2 separate regions of the Mus musculus genome follow, and region 2 is linked to region 1. A link is a contact called in public Hi-C data. All regions are on one chromosome and are shown on one strand. The core of a region is the stretch at or near the end of the contact, and the rest is flanking DNA. Distances in the headings are between cores, read along the strand shown. Region 1 holds the start of Adh6b (alcohol dehydrogenase 6B (class V)). Region 2 has its middle 34 kb from the start of Adh4.

Evidence for each region. A called contact is a pair of places that touch in the nucleus more often than the background predicts.
Region 2: a Hi-C map of liver shows a contact between it and region 1, with 2.0 times the contacts expected there. The contact joins the enhancer-like site here to the promoter of Adh6b in region 1. A contact is called at or near these places in 2 of 39 promoter capture datasets (embryonic stem cells and liver), 2 of 484 Hi-C or Micro-C datasets (both in liver) and 2 of 9 other capture datasets (adipose tissue and liver).

Annotation. Positions count from the first base shown.
Region 1 is chr3:138,338,808-138,344,552 of GRCm38.p6, reverse strand. It overlaps Adh6b (alcohol dehydrogenase 6B (class V)), which reads right to left and starts at 2,914. Exons shown (of 11, transcript NM_001370857.1): 1 at 2,554-2,914; 2 at 2,287-2,390; 3 at 1,656-1,754; 4 at 383-484. The coding sequence starts at 1,694. LOC115489864 (a small nuclear RNA gene) reads right to left here and starts at 1,415; the gene lies at 1,257-1,415.
Region 2 is chr3:138,378,415-138,384,159 of GRCm38.p6, reverse strand. It overlaps the pseudogene Adh6-ps1. Among named protein-coding and RNA genes, the nearest start is that of Adh4, 34 kb to the left of the region's middle. Within about 2 kb of position 2,824, at least 5 of the 459 cell types and tissues checked have an H3K27ac peak or open chromatin away from gene starts, as enhancers often do. A contact at or near this core is called in liver, where this site is marked.

The sequences.
Region 1 (5,745 bases), core at 1,665-4,164:
CCTTCGGCTACCCTGGATGGCCAGATAGTTCTGGGGACTCTCCTGTCACCAACTCCTGGCTACAAATGAATGCCTCCCGCTTGCATAACAAGTACTGTACCCACAGAACCAACTCCCCAGCTTTACTGTTAAGTCTAAAAAGCAATAGTATTTAAAAAAATATTACTGACCACTTGGTATTTATATATCTTAAGTTTGTGACATTTTTAGCAGAATGCAGCAACCCACTTGACTATTACTACATGCTAATATCAATCTGTTAGGAATCAATCATAGGAAGTCTTCACTTTAGTATAGACTAGTGTTTATTTCCTAAATTATAAAATCATTGCAAATGCACGTATACACAACCCACACCTACTCAACAGACCATCTAATTTACCTTAACTCGAACCTCACCAGCCTTTGGTGGATCAACTTCAACCTCCTCAATGGACAGCGGGGCATTAGTGGTCCAGGCAACAGCTGCCCGGCATCTGATGACCTATATGCATACAGAAATGAAGTCATAAAGTAGTTTGACTGTTAATGAGCTACAAACAGGTGAGATGAGGCGTTCAGTTTGCATTCACTGTCCAACCAACCATCTTGCTAATGTCTGTTTGAGGTGAAATAATCTACTTACTCATTGGAAACAATCACATCTATATTTTACATCTGTCTGATTTAGATAAAAATTGAAATAAAATGTTATAATGGGAGATGAGTTCACATCTATACATATATGTGTATTGTATATTTAAATGTGCACATATACAGGGGTATTACACATTCTTTTAGCTCCAGAGAGCTGATTGGAATTCTTAGTTGATTTATCTGTATTTAAAATGTCACAGCGTATTAATGTTGGTTCATGAAATCCAATTCTGTTCTCTGAATTAAATGTCTGCATTACAGTTTCTAATATTAATTACTTACTTAGAGAAGATTATAATCTGTCATGCAAAGAATGTTGTTAGAGAACATGAACATTACCTTGGAAGTAAAACAAGAATCATTATCCATTTTATTTTTCTAACCAAAGTCTGTCCTATTGAAATATGACCTACATCATTTAATTTGCCTTTACAAGTGACCTCTCCCACCCTATAGCATGTATTCAGTTTAGCCTGTAAATCTCCACACAGTTCCGTTTGCTGTATTGATCTTCCTTTATAGTAGATATTTTGAAGATACAAATTTAAGCATTATATTTCATTTTTTAACTTCTCAGGATTGACTAAGTTGTTTGTTTCTTTAGTTTTCAACACAAAAATAAGGGAGAAGAGGAAACACAGCCCCCAGCTACTACAAATTATGTAGTTTTTCGAATTTAGGAAAATGATAAGGGTCAGCATATGTGGAGTGCAGTGGAGGAGCCTCATGCCAGAAAAAACACCTCGGCGATCGTAGTATCTCCCCTTTTGGGCAAGTTTCTACATTTTTTCTTTAATTAATAACAGTTCTTATTTTATTGTAATTTTGATAGTAATATTCTAAAACTGACTTGCAAATTATAGTTCTTCATTTGTGTAAAGCGTGCTCTCAACAGAGCCTTAAATAGTAACACACACACACACACACACACACACACACACACACACACACACACGCACACACATAATATAATGATAACCACTCAGGAGACTATGTTCCAAGAGCAAACCCTGACTTACATTGCTGGATGTTTTTGTGGCGAGGCTGGCTTGTTCCATCTTTGCTTCTGGAAGGTTTAGACTGGAGGGCTCTTCTGTCTCAAGCGGTTACCTGCTGGACTGAGCACAAATGTTCTCTTATACTCCACAGTGACTCAGCCGCGCTATGCTATGCACTAACCAGGGAGGGAGGAGAAGAGAAAGAGAGAAATGAAAAAAATCCAAAGAGAGAAGGATAACAGAAGGAAGAAGCCGGCGAGGAAAGCTGAGGAGGAAAGATGGTGGAGTAGAAGCAAAAGAGGAAAGGGAGTGGGTGTTTTAGAAGAAAAGAGATGAAGAAAAGTTTCTGCAGCGAACCATTTGCACATCCTGTCTTCTGATACTGAACACCACTTTTAGGCTACATGTTTTGAATCATTCCTTTCTGGACGAGCAGACCAAACTTCCTAAAGACTTATAGGTTTAGCTTGTCCCAAGGTTCAAACAAGGATTCCTGTTTCAGCTGCCCTGAGTTTGTGGATGGGCTGGGGTGGGGTGGGGGGAATTATGAGGCATGAGAAAAAATTAGAAAGAAAAGTACAGATTGATAAAGGGTGTTCAGGTGGGGCGGGTGTACGAGAGAGTGAAATTAAACAGGTTGTAGTAGATCTACCTGCCTCTACCTGCCGAAGTGCCACGTATACGGGAGTGTCCTACCAAGCTCTGCACATTTAACACCTTGAAAGAAAAACACATCAAGCTCTGCACATTTAACACCTTGAAAGAAAAACACATCAAGCATTAATATAAGCGAGAAAACAAGAACCATCAAAAAACACATACATTATGTTTTAAACTGGCACAATCAATGAAAAGCAATTATTATTATTATTTTTTGACAAATATTTGCTAGAGCAGCATGAAGCATACATCTACTCACCTCAGAGAGTAAATGCAGGGCGGACTGAAGTAACGACTGCACCGGAGTCTAACTTGTTGAACCACTGAGTTTTTATTGGGGCTCCTAACAGGGGTGAAGCATCATTTGCAGGAGCAAGGATGGCTTCAAAGCAGCCGCATCATCATCACCCGGCTGAATCTCTGGAACGCTCCGCATGGCTTGCACAGGAGTTCCACAGTCTCAGAGACCTCTCTGCGCCTTGCTGGTCAGAGTCTCTCTTGAGCAGTTGCTTAACTGCTTCCACGACCCTTGGGAAAGGTCATGGAGAACCTTGTAGGCTTCAGCTTTCCCAGACACATGACGCTTCTTCCATCCTGACGTTAGCCAGCCCTTCCTCTCCCTCCTGCAGTATTTCCGGTCACAGGAAGTGGCTGTAATGAAGCCGGACTTTACGTTGGCTATTTGTGGCAGCTGTCATGTCCTCGCCATTCCCGCTCCTTTCATGCCCTCTCTCTGACTATACGATGAATCTCAGCAGTCTCCATTAATGTTGCTGGCCTGGCTTCACCGTGAGCTTTCAAACCACTTATGTCCCTTCTTGAGAGCCTGTCTTGCTCTCCCAGCAAGTACCATTTTGTCAGTAATCTTTTTCCTTCCTTCCTGGTGCATGTGTGACATGACCTATCCACATTTGAATCAATTTTATGTAAAAATAAAAGCTAGCCTCTAAGAGTAGCAGGTGGCCATTGGTTCCCGCAAGCACGGGGTTCAGCAGTGATCTACACGCCTGAAGTCTTGATCTACATACACTCCTGAAGTCTTGTGTTACGCTGCTGACTGCTCCCAAACTTCTGTTTTGAACTGCTGCCTTCTGGCTAATGTCTTTGAGCTGGATTGCCACCTGAAGGCTAGCCTGCATTTGGAGCTAGGCTGCTTATGGTTGCATTTGCTGCATCTTAGGAAGCCTCTTTTACTGATTGTAGAAGCAAGAAACTCAACTCAGTATGAATACATACGTGTGGTAGTTAAAATAAGAAATGTCTCCGAGGCTCCTGAATTCGAACCTTTGACCCCCAGCTGGTGGGGACATTTGGGGGACGTTGTACGTGTGTGTGTGTGTGTGTGTGTGTGTGTGTGTGTGTGAAGGTTTATGATCCCACACTGCTTCCTATTCTCTCCATGAGTCTTTCTCTGTGTTTCTGTCTCTCTGTGTTTCTGTCTCCATCTCCGTCTCTGTCTCCATCTTCCTCTTCCTCTCCCTCTATCAGCTTCATGAATGCATCTGCCACCGTACCATGCCTTCCTCAGCATGGTGAACTCTCCCTCTGGAATCATGTGGTAAAATAAATGCTTTCTTCCTTAAACTGCTCTTGGTCATGGTGTTCTATAACACTGCTGTTGGTCATGGTGTTCTGTAACACTGCTGTTGGTCATGGTGTTCTATAACACTGCTGTTGGTCATGGTGTTCTATTAACACTGCTCTTGGTCATTCAAGCCATTAGTCTGTAGTAGAAATTACCAAATATGAAATAGAGGAGAACGTGGTGTTCCTTGCTTTAGCCATCAAAATAGATGCATAATAAGTTCCTTAGGGCTACAGCTCTAAAATATCTCCCATAACAACAAGTTAAAGGTTGAGTGCCTACAATTCTTCAGTCTAGTTAAAATGATAAGCATAGCACAATTAGAATCAAAACAATTCCTTTAATTATGTATTGTACAAAAACTCCTTAGTGAAGGGATAGTTAGATGTATTGTTTCTCCTTCACTTCCTGACTGTGATTTCTGACACAGTAAAACACACACATTTGGTCTCTGTTTCTGGCTCCTAACACAGCACTCCTGACTTTCAGGAATTTTTTTAGTGATGAATATGACATGCATAGAACTCCTCAGTCCCTGAATATGCTAGGCTATAAGAGAATGGGGTACAGGAGAACTTGTTCCACTGAGGCAGCTCAGCAGGACTCCTGATAGTCTCAGCAGGACAGCTGGTCACCAGAAACCAAGCCATGACTAGGGACTTGACATGCTCAGTTTCACCTGCTATCTTCTAGGGAGGAGAGAGGGTTGAGAAATCAGATAATGTTCCTATCATGTCTATGCCATGGCGATTCCTGTGGGTCGGGATACCTTGTAGGTTGGTGGACACACCCATGTGCTGGGAGGGCAAACTTCAATTTAACAGGTCAGAGTCCCATGTTTCCAGGAACTGTTTGGATCTTGCCCTACATCCTTTAATTTATTTTTATATCTTTTTAATATCTTTTCTAATTAACCTGAAGTTGTTCTCTGAGTTCTGTGAGCTAGTACAGCAAAATATTAGACCTGAGGAAAGGTCACTGAATCAGGTGGTTTCACAGTGTCAATGACAGGAGTAACCTTGGCCATCCATTGGCCTTGATTAGCATCTGACATGGGAGGCAGTTTCATGGAACCGAGCTGTGGGCTTTGTGTTTAACTTTAGGTAGTTTGTATCAGAACTGAATTAGATTGTAAGAGGCCAAGGTGGAGTCTATAAGGAGTTGGAGAATTGTCCAGTATAGAAACTTGACATGTAAAATGTGAGAAAAACCTATGCTGACAGGGGATTACTATCTACAAAATATAGAGAACTTAAAACTAAATACCCAAATAATCAATACATATATGAGCAGAAGAATTATACAATTATCAAAAGAAAAATTACTCAAATGACCACTAAATACATGAGTAAATATTCACTATCTTCAGTTATCAAGGAATTCAAATCAAAATTCTATCAAGATTTCATCTTACCTCAGTCAGAGTGGCTCTCACCGAGACGACAAATCACAAGCTAACTGCAGCAAGGACACTCTGGGTGTAGAGCCAGCACTCACTATTGGTGGGAATGTACATCTGTGTACTCACTATGGAAATCATTATGAAGGGGCTTTGTAAAAACTAGAAAAAGAGCTGTCAGGTGATCTGGCTCTCCTGCTCATGGATATACTCAAGGATTGTGACTACAACACACCCGTGTTTCCCAAGGTGCACAGTACTCTAGATATGGAGTCAGCCCAGACACCCACCACAGATGGATGGATAAAGAAAGTGTGAAATCTATCATCTACCTATGCTTCTGTCTGTCTGTCTGTCTGTCTGTTGGCCTTTTTGTCATCTTTCTAGCTATCTATCCTCACCTATTTATCTGTCTTCTATTTATCTATCATACTCATCTATTTACCAATTATCTCTTACCTACCATG
Region 2 (5,745 bases), core at 1,575-4,074, 40 kb before region 1:
GATAAATTCATGGAGCTGGATAATATACTCAGCTTTGAATGGAACCCAGAAAAACAAACGCCAGATGTTCTCTTCTGTCTGTGGACCCTAGTTCTGAATCCATGAATTTGAGTCTAAAACCTGAAGTAACCCCAAGAGACAGGAAATCAAAAGGAACCATGGAGAGGCAGAGAAGTTGTTCCAAAGAGAAGGCCATAGGACAAAGATGCTATGGAGGAGGGAATAGAGGAAACGAGGTAAGGACCAAACTGTGAGGGGCAAACAGGGGACACAGAGGGAGAAAGAGTGAGGAAGGATAAAACAAGACTAGAAATATTTAAGATTATTTAATATGCCTACCTAACAATAACCATATAATATGTACACACACACACACACACATATGTCTACACACATATATACACAGATCTACACACATCTATACACACACACACACACATATACTTATATACATACTATACACACATTTTCACATATATATATATACACACACACATATATATCTAAACACACATACCCATATACACATACACATGCACACATTCTGTTTAGATTGAATTGCCACACCTAAGGTGACAGCACTTCCTTCAGGAGTCATAGGCTATCTGAACTCCCAGTGTCAGCAAAGGGATACCTCCCTTCAAGTTGTTGGTCAAGGGGATCCAAGAGACCCAGTCTATCGATATAGGCCATTGGCCTTGCTTTAGTTAAACAACTGTTCAGCAGTGCATTCCAGTTTACCCATTTTCTGTAGCTTTCCTCCTCACATGAACCTTTATTAGGTATAGATTCGGTGCATTCTACTTCAAAATATAAATCTGAAGAATAAACCTCACTACAATTGTGGTGTAATTTAGAAACAATTACAACTCCTCGCAGAAGTGGGCAGTGTTCCATCTTTCCTTTTGGTTGCTTCATCATGACACATTTAAGGGATGGCCTTAAGTCGGTTTTCCGCTGTGGGTTCCAAGCCTTGCTGTTTCTCAGTGCTGGGCTTTGCTTCTTACCTGTTCTTACCGTGCGTACGTCTTCCCCCACACTCTCGACTATCCCAACGCCTTCATGGCCCATAATGATGGGGCAAAACTGAGAAAAGTATTCTGTGTCCACACTTTTTATATCGGTACCACAGCTTCCTGTGGCCACAATCTGTGTGGAGAGCAGAGATGACAGAGGTTAGCCTGTTGTGAAGGCTTCAGACCTGCTGCTCTCACCATGGGCAACTGTAATAGGTATTTGTGTAAGGGAACACAGTGCTCTTCCTTAACTCCCTATTTTAGCTAAAGTTTTAGTTTATTTCTCAAAGACACTTAAGGATTTGTTAATAGTCCCACTTCATTGTAAGTCCTAACTGTGTTGTGCTTGTGACATGACGATCGGACAGACATTGAAACCTCGTGGTTCTAGAAATGCACCAAGAAATCTGGTCTGTGTTTATTCTTCTTCGCTGATTCAGTGGCCCCAGCTGGCTTTGTCCTGTTACCTACAGAAGGCAGGTTTTCTACCTTCATCTATCATAATCACCTGACTAATGATGGCCACCAGCACCACCCCCACGCAGCTTCTCCACTGCTTATCATAATCTACCCGGCTCTGTATTTTGGATCAAATGCACAGGTGAGAGAGTCAGACTGTAGCTTGTCAGATAATGGCTGGATGTCTTTGAGTCTAAAACTGCTTGTAAGAATTGTGACATTGTTGGGGTGTAGTCTGTGGCGATTGCTAAATGCCATACTCCTCACCCAGTAAAGAATAGATACCATAGAAGGTGCAGAAAAAGAGGGTATGGATTGTATAGGTAAGGGAACTTAGAAATAGCTATCTCTCTATAGTCCACCAGTAAACAATACATACTCCCCACCATGGTAATGAAAATAACCTAATGACCTTGAGCCACAAGTCAGATGAACTGCATTCTAGCTTGCTGGGAACCAGTTAGAATCATCTGGGGATAGATGCCACACCCAGCCAATCAACTCATAATTTGAGATGAGATGCAGTTAGCATTTTTCAAGCTCCCTAGTAAATTCAAGCATGTAACTAAACTTAAAAAAACAAAACAAAACATTGAACTAGTTTTCTTATTCTACTTAGTATAAAAATGTATTAATTCTCCCTAACATTTTCTAGGCAAAAGAATATGCTGTTTTAATTTTGAATAGGGAATTCTGGAAAGGATATACAGTGAATGGCTTTTGTTTTGATGTGGAAATGTTGAATTTGTTTTTACCTTTATTCGAACTTCCTTTGCTTTTGGTGGGGCCACTTCTATCTCCTCAATGGCAAGTGGGGCCCCAGGCTTCCAGAGCACAGCAGCTTTGCATCTGATCACCTGGGATAGCAGATGAAGAGGGAGAAGGATGCTGATAAGGTGAGGAAGACTCTTATATTCATCATTACTAGAATGTTCTTAATTCATCTATACTCAGTATGAAAAAAAAAGAAAAAGTCTCACTATATGCTGAAGGTAGTGGTTTCCACCCCACTATAGTTTTTTTTTTTTTTTTTTTTTGTTATGCTTTCAGCTTCTATATTCAAGCCATCCTGACAAATGTCTTTTTTATTTATAGGAAAGCACACATATAAAAGGATGGATAGCTTTCTATCTCTTCTGAAACAGTCTTGCTGTGTAGGTCATTTTGCCCTTGAATTTGTGATCCTCCTGCCTCCACATCCCTGGGCTGCCATTATAGGCACATGCTGCCAGTCCTGGCTGGAAGCCAGGCATTCATTCATTTACGAATGAAATAGATCACTAGTTACTCCACAGTTGTTATATCATGCCATGCGCCAGTTCATTGTGCAAGAGGGTCCTGAGGAAGGGTGTTTGTGAGCGGTGGAAGAAGGACTCAGTCAGTGATGGATGCAAGCTGACAGCACTGTGACCTCCCAGGCAGATCAAAGCCCAGACTTTTATTTGCATAAACTACTTCCTCAGAAATTATGTGTCAGTTTATTTACCCCAGCTTTCCTTCTGATCATTCCATGAACCAGCATTTTATGACCTTGACCCATGACCCTTAAAGATACAGAGCATATTTGAGGCAAATGAACCAGACAGCATTTTTTTTTTCTTTAACATTGCAAGTCCTATTCGGTTTGCTAGGCATAGCACTTGTGGTTGCCAAGTCTAGACATAGAGGCTATTTTTTATGTGAGAAAATATGTGAGAAAAGTATCTTTAAGTATTATACTTTTTAAAAAAATTTTTAGCTTTAAGTATAATACTTTTTCTAGTTTTTTTGTTTGTGTTAATGCAAACAGCATTGAAGCTTATTTTTATAATTTTTAACTATCTTAACATATTCTTTTAATCTTTGCACTTTTTCTTCTTTATCTCAGCAACTCCAAGGCTTATTATTGGAAAGTATTCAGTGAGCCCAGAAAGCAGGGGTATCATTAAGCCTTCATCTTTTGTTCCTGATACCAGGTTTTTACCTCTACTGACCAAATCCTGTCTCCTTCCTTACTATCTTTCTGACTAAGCTGACTCATTAGTGCAGCTGCCTCTGTTCTCTCAGGTCCGTGAAGCCCCTCATACAGTTCATATTGGATCCTTATATTTTGCATAGTTGAGGAATCCTATAGAACAGTATAATCTTATGCTAATTTGTATATTCTTGAACTCATATTTTCAGAGATCTTTCCCATAGCCTTAAGGGCTGTCCTGAAGGTCACAGACGCTACTGCTGCAGAACTGAGACACGTAATCACTTTCCAGAATCGTGCTGTCTCTGATGATCAAGGAGTTGCTATCCTTGATAGGGAGAACATCCCCCAAAGGAGGAACATGAAGTAAAATATGATTATTATTATGGAAACAAGCCTTGTGCTTATAGCCACCATCAGCACTGAGGAGACCCATGTCCTACTGGCTCTACCACAGGTGCAGGAACCATGTCATATCCCTTTGGCAGCCATGCCAGACCCAGTAATATACAGTGTAGGATTATTTGTGATCTGAGGTATGAGGGATCTTGGAGTGAAGCAGTGAGCTGTGGAGTGAAGAGTGAAGAGCATCAGATGGAGGTGAACACAGATGCTCCTCATTGCAGAATGGTGTTGGAGAGGTAACAGATGGCAAAGTATGCCTTATGGGTTCTGATATCAGCCCATCATCGCCATATTACAAACTGCCTTCTATTTTTATGCATTTAGTCACTACTTTTATGTAGACGACTTGCACAAACTTGCACTGTATTTATGGGACAGATTTCTCCCAAAGATTTAGACAAGTATTTATATGCTGTTTCAATGTCTTCCACATACTGCAAAGCCAATATGTTAATATACAAACAAACCATTTTTTTTCTCATCTGTACTTTTAGAGAACACAGTACACAATTTGCTAACCCCTCATAACCTGACCTTTCTTCTACCACATTCAAAGCAGTATTAACTATTATGCTGAAGTCATGATAAGTACCACCTATAGGCTTAGATTTTTCAAAACTTACTTTATTAAGGGTTCTCAAACACTTTGACACCCTGCCCCTTCTAACTCAGAGTCCAAAGGTAGGGTAGAAAAGATGATAAATAGGACAAGGGGATATGCTTTAGTAGTTCTTTGGGGTGATTTTAATCTCTGTTTGTGCCACCAAACACAAATCAGCAATGATGACACAGTCCAGCAGAAACTGCTAAGCCTCTGCCAAATTGGCATGAGTTCAGCAGAGTGAACAGGACCATTTGGAACATCAGGAGTTCTCTTCTGTGCCTCTCTCAACAAAGTGAAGATCAGCGAAGATGCCAATGAAGAGTTGCACAGCTAGTTATGTAAGCACCCTGTCACTGTCTTACTTATACTCTCTCCAGATATCGCATGTCCTCCCATGGGTCTTGCCTCATCAAAATACCATGTGAGTAAGCATCACATGACACAACCATAAATTTCCACTTCATAGAAGAATGCAAGTAGATCTATATTCATCAACCTACACAAAACTCAAGTCCAAGTGGATCAAAGACCTCAATGTGAAACCACTTACAATAAATTAAATAGAAGAGAAAGTAGGGGAATGGACTTGAACACACTGGCACAGGAGACAACTTCCTGAACAGGACACCAACAGCTCAGGCACTAAGTTCAACAATATAAAGAACTCAAGAAATTAGACACCAACAAACCAAATAACCCATTTAAAAATGGAATACAGAGCTAAACAGAGAATTCTCAACAGAGGAATCTCTAATCACTGAAAGCACTTAAAGAAATGTTCAATATTCTTAGTCATCAGACTAATCAAAATGACTCTAAGATTCCACTTAATACCCTTCAGGATGGCTAACCTAAATTCAATGGATACCACATGCTGGCAAGGAGATGGAGCAAGGGGAAAACTCCTCCACTACTAGTAGGAGTGCAAACTTGTAAAACCACTCTGGAAATCAATTTTGCAGTTTCTCAGAAAATTGGGAATAGCCCTACCTCAAGACCCAGCTATACCACTCCTGGGCATATACCCAAGAGATGCTCCACCATACCAAGGACACTTGCTCAACTATGTTTATAGCAGTTTTATTGGTAGTAACTAGAAACTGGAAACAATTCAGATGTCCTTCAACCAAAAAATAGATTTTTCAAAAACGTGGTTTACACATTAGAGAACTACACAGCTGCTAAAAACAAAGACATCATGAAATTTCAAGGCAAATAGATGGAACTAGAAAAATATCATCCTGAGTGAGGTAACCCAGACCCAGAGGGACATGCATGGTGTGTACTCACATGTAAGTAGATATTAA